Regions from separate parts of the Triticum aestivum genome. Here region 2 is linked to region 1. A link is a contact called in public Hi-C data. All regions are on one chromosome and are shown on one strand. Each heading gives the region's core, a stretch centred on a gene start, on an enhancer-like site or on the middle of the called end of the contact. The rest is flanking DNA. Distances are from core to core; before and after follow the strand shown.

Region 1 (2,700 bases), core at 52-2,551:
AAATCCAGCCATTCAATCAGTACATCTTTTACACGCTTTTGCTTCATCTAAAATAGCTACATGCCTACGGCACAAGAAAGCTTTCCAATGCCTATAAATGCCAAAAGTTAACACAACACGAGCATATGGATTTATTGAGCCCATTTTTCGCCATCACCCGAGTGAACATGCATGGCCCAGACCAGAAGAAATGAAGAATGCTACTGCTGTAACAGCTCCCTAGCTCCTTGATCTCAAGATAGACATCGAAACTATTGTCTGTCGACAGTAAAAGTCGATAGACCTGGTTGAAAGGAACCCCCAAAGCTTAAAATTCGACCGATACGATACCCAGGCCGGACTTGTATCAAGTAGGCTGGCAAGTGACAACCGATCTCACTCTCAAAGAGTATCCTTATCCCACTACTTTACTATTTAATCACGGAAGCGAAGATTGCAGTTGAAGAAAGACTCTGAAAGCGACAGGCTGCCTGCCACTCTCTACTACTCAGAACCACGACGTCCAGCAGCAAGAGGGGCACCTACCAGATCTGCGCCGCCGTTGGTTCCATTGAACCTCCACGCTAATGCCGCCGCCATGTTAGGTGTCCGTGACCTCCTCGAGCCGAGCAGATCAGGCTACCCGCTTCTTCCTCACTGCCTCCGAGCTCTCAACCTGAAACCGACAGTAAAAGTAAAAAGAAAAAACGGCTGCGTCAGATCCACGCAGTGAAGAGCAATCCCGTTCGGCACTGAGCTGTGCCCGGATTTTGCGTCGGGCGCAGCTGACCACCGGCGCGCGGCCCCAGATCTAGCCGCGGGCGGACGCGGCAGCTGCCGCCGCCGAGCGGATCACCGACACTCCCAATTTCTCACACCAGCTCCCACGAATCGCCTCATTGGACGCTGATCAGCCCGCAAATCCCTCGAGCGACCGCCTAGATCACGCACCCTCGCGCGCAATCCCGGAGCTCGACTGGAGCAGCACACCACTGCTACCCGCCATTTCCGGAATCACCGCGGAAGAAAAACCAAAGGAGAATCGGAAGATTGTCGCAAACCTCTCATGGAACCGGCGCGAGATTTTCGCGAGGAATCTCCGGGAGTTGGCCGGCCTTCCTGCTGCTACGCCGTCAGTGCAGATCCAGTGGGGAGGGGGGCGCCGCCCATGCACACACACACACAGACGAGAGAGAGAGGCGTCGTCTGTTACGCTCTCTATCTTTTTTCCCTCCCTGGCGCGGAATTATATTATTAACGCTAATTATCGGGGGCCTAAAAGGGAGCCGCAATTTATATAGCCAGTGGCAGTGAGTGAGCGCCCCTCTTCTCTTCTTCCCAGCGCAGCGCAGCGACCTACCGCCGACGCCGACAGTGGCTGGCACTGGGGGGCAACCCGGTTTGGAGCTTTCTACTGGCACTCTTGCACAATCACCCTTCCCATGTTTCACATTTACAGAAAAAAGACTAAAGTTTTATTTTTTGTTTGCACATTCAGGAATTCTCGGATAAATATGTTCATATGCGTTGCAGAAATTTCAGAGGTAATTGCTGTACAAAAAGAATTATAAAATTTTGGCCCGATGATAAAAAAAACTTTGCTCAGGGTGAGCTTAACAGCTCAAGCTAGATTTTATAGGTAACTACACTTCCATAAAGAAAAAGGTAACAAATGGTACTGCATAAGATGTTTCGTTTCTCAAGGGTGTATATGCAACATTTTGATTTTTCTAGTTTAAGCCGTGTCGATTGGACTAAACAAAACAGATTGTAAGCTGGTAGAGGTACGGCGTTTGTTGATTAGTGCCAGTCTGCATGGGCTGGAGGGGTTTTGTCTTGCAGAGCCAAGAAAATCAACAGGTAGGGTAGGGTAGGGTAGGAGGGAGAGGTATCCGCCAACTTGTGCATAGCTGTAAAACTAGCGGAGGGTGTTTTCGTCCGATCCTCTTCCTTCAGCAGAGCATCTGCACGAGCTGATTAGTTCGTGTCACCACCCTTATTTTCTTCCCTTCATTTGTGGCGCGCCGTTTTCCATTTGTATGAAACTTTACCATTTTCCACGAATTTGGCGTTAGATATGGTTTTACGTGAGTATGAAACGTGCCGTCGGGTAATCAGCTCTATTAGGCCAATTCCAGCGCGCGACCCCATCCCGTCGGGGTGCGTCTGTTTGGGGTAAAACGAACAAATCAGACAGCCCAGCGTGCGGACGTAAACGGACTTTTGTTCATTTTCTTCGACCCATCCGCGGCCCAAGTTTGGGCCGCTTTTGGGGTGAAACGGACAGCGCGCGGACAGGCGGACCGTGTGCTCGTGTCCTCCCCTGGCCCGCCCGTCGGTGGCACAGGGACCCTTTTCTATCCGCCCCCTCCTCCCTCCAGCCGCACCCCCTCCACTCTTGCCCCCCGCCGCCGTCGCCGCTGCCATTGCAGCTGTGCAGCTCGGACGCGCGCTCCCCCAGCCCCCTTCCCCTAGACACCCCAAAGCTACCCAACCACGGCCACCTGATAGCGCACCCCGCGGCCGGGTTTGGAGCGGATCCAGTCGGTCTTGAGCTCGCCCTGCTGTGGGAGGCCGCGCCGCCATGGACTGGCCGGACACCGGGCCGGAAGGCCCCGGCAAGGCCGCATGCAGGTAGTGGCTCCTCCTCTAGCCGCTCGGATCTACACCGTCGGTGGTCCGTCAGCAGATACACGAATGGCGGTCGGCCGGGCTCGGTGC
Region 2 (2,700 bases), core at 176-2,675, 560 kb after region 1:
ATGTCGCGAGGAAAGCTTACCAATCTGCAAAAATAGCCTTAAGTAAGAAGCTTGTGCATGCAAGAAACTGTAAACTTGTAAACTAAAAATGGCATGGAGTGGATGGAAATAAAATTCTGCTGGATATTCTTCAGTTAACAAGTCAAATAAAGGAGAATATCAAGGACATGTGGCACAGTGATCTCTACCATATGACAAAACACAACACATGTGTCAGAATGGAATGAACTGTTATGCAGGTTAAATTTGCATAGAGGGCATTTCTTTATTCATTTAGCTCCAAAAAAAATCGCATGGTATGGTTAGTACCAATCCTTTTCTAAAAAATGGTTAGTACCAATCAGCAACTCATATGAATGCTTTTATATTAGACTTTTAATGGTATATACAAACTAGATAGGGTAAATATGTATTGATACAGATTTGTCACCCGCTATCTCAAGAAATGGATACGGAATAGAAGAGTGCACGGTGAAAAGCCTTTGTTGTGCGTGATGAACTGCAAGATATGCACGCGATCGGCAATCAGACGCAGCGACCACAAATGCTCTGCTCGCAGGACGACGAACCATGAAGCCTGGGCAAATAGTACCTGACTGATTAACCCCCCAAATGCAGACACGTTGTATCCAATAAACCACGGGGCCAAACACCAGTACATCAACGTTACCAATCTGGCATGGCAAAGCTGTCATTAGCCAGTACTAATCCGCGCAATCACCAAACCGCTAGCCATATGCACGGTGCTAGGCATGTGCGCGCTCAAACGCATTTGCAGGTTGAGATCTCACGCGAGACAAACCCCCGGATTAATCGCACGCAGAAACGCACGGCCGCGGTGTTTGCATTCCCGACAATAAACCCGCACCTCACCTCACCGCCCAGAAACCGGATGAACGCACTGAACCAAAATAACCAACCGGCCCCAGCTCGCGGATGAAGCACCGCGAGATCCCACTCCCAGCCCCCGACATCGCGGTGCGATAAACCCTAGAGAAACCTCCCGCTGAACCGCGGCGGGCGCGAGCAGGGAACCGGCCGGGGAGCATCCCTCGCTAGATGCATCACCGATTCGAACCACACGGCGAACAAAATATCAGGACACGGCAGCGAAAAAACCGGGGGAAGCAGATTCGGACCTGAACCCTGGAGATCTCGGGCCGACGGAGACGGCGACGGGTATTAATTGCTGCCGAAACCAAGCGAGGACGGAGGAGATTGAGCGGCCGGGCGAGGCGAGGAGGGAGGGGGGATGGAGGAAGCGGGCGGCGTGAGCGAGGGTTTAGCGGTGGCGTGGCGAGCGAGAGGAGGTGGATTTTGACTGGGGCGAGATGAGGGGGAGACGGGAACGGAAATGGAAATGGGGCAGCGGCGGTGGAGAGGAGAGGAGACCCGGGGGGGGGGGGGCTGTGCGCGTGTGTGTAGGAAGCGGGAACACCGGAAACTGACGAGCCGAGGCGGAGCGGGGAAGGAAAGAAAAGCGGAAAAAGGCTGCCCGGGCGGACGCTTCTGACCACGTGGTTCGGTCGACGCAGCAGTCTGTAGACTGCTGGGGGCTTTGACCGTGGACGTGGCGTGGCGGCCCACGGACACACACCGGATACTCTCTGTGTTGCGGTCGTGCTAGAACGGGGTCTGATTTTGGTTTGGGGGGGGGGGGGGGGGGGGGGGGGGGGGGGTTGATTTTAAGCGTAAGCGTCAACTCTATGCAAAAAGCTCTAGATACCACGTTCGTATCTACACAAACCTAACACAAACTTTTTTAGGGACGGCGGAAATATGTAAAAGAAAACACATTTATATTATGGTGTTTAGCATCGTCGGAGGCCTTGTGAATGTGTGTCTCCGACGGATTTCGTGGATTTAGTCGATGGTTGTCTTTGATGGATCGGCTCGGATCCAGTCTTTGTTCATGTGTCTTCAGGTTGGATCTTTTCGATCTGAGCTTCTTCTCATCGGCGACGGTTGCTGTTCTGGTGCGTTGGTTCTATGAGGACTTAGCACGACAACTTTCCGACTATCTGCTACAACAAGTTGTGCCCGGCTCTGACAAGGGAGGGGCGATGACGGCGGCGCGCCTTCGACTCACTTCAGTGTTTGCAGTCGTCGCTAGGTGGTCTTTGACTATGGGTGTAATTTTCATTTTTTATGATGTTCATTGTACTACTGTCATGATTGAAGAATAAGATGATAGTTTCCCAAAAAAGGTAATAAAAGCATTTTTTTTTCTTTCTCATTGGTAGAAGTTTTTTTCTAATAGCTAGCATCGTCAAGCATTCAGGCTATAAAGAGTGATGCTATGCAGACGAAAACCTTTGCCCAATCTGTGGATGGACGACCATATCAATTACACCATCCATGGATACGCATTTTATGGAGATTTGTGATGCACTTCTTCTATGTCTGCCTTGAAACAAAATAAAAAGTGTTGCGCACGTTTTTAACTAAATATGACTATTCATGGCTATGTGGGTGGTCCTCTGGGACGCGTGCACAAAGATTTTTGGTTGTAATCAATAAGGTCATGCCGGCTTTAGTATAAGAACGATGACAACGACGCGTCGACGACTCGTTCTGACAACAACAATGATCTTTCGTTGATTTATGAACCTTAATATTATTTTCTGTTTGTGATACATTGTACTCCCTCCGTTCCTAAATATAAGTCTTTTTAGACATTTTAAATGGAATACAACGTAC

What was found. Hi-C and Micro-C count contacts between places; a contact is called where the count stands out from the background.
Region 2: a contact with region 1 is called in a Hi-C map of leaf, with 6 times the contacts expected there. The contact joins the promoter of LOC123169262 here to the promoter of LOC123166848 in region 1. A contact is called at or near these places in 3 of 5 Hi-C or Micro-C datasets (all in leaf) and 1 of 1 datasets of contacts at active chromatin or transcription factors (leaf).

What each region holds. Positions count from the first base shown.
Region 1 is chr7D:138,957,766-138,960,465 of IWGSC CS RefSeq v2.1, forward strand. It overlaps LOC123166848 (protein CELLULOSE SYNTHASE INTERACTIVE 1), which reads right to left and starts at 1,302. Exons shown (of 8, transcript XM_044584654.1): 1 at 1,041-1,302; 2 at 526-655. The coding sequence starts at 579.
Region 2 is chr7D:139,513,477-139,516,176 of IWGSC CS RefSeq v2.1, forward strand. LOC123169262 reads right to left here and starts at 1,426. Exons shown (of 7, transcript XM_044587093.1): 1 at 1,140-1,426; 2 at 1-24. The coding sequence starts at 2.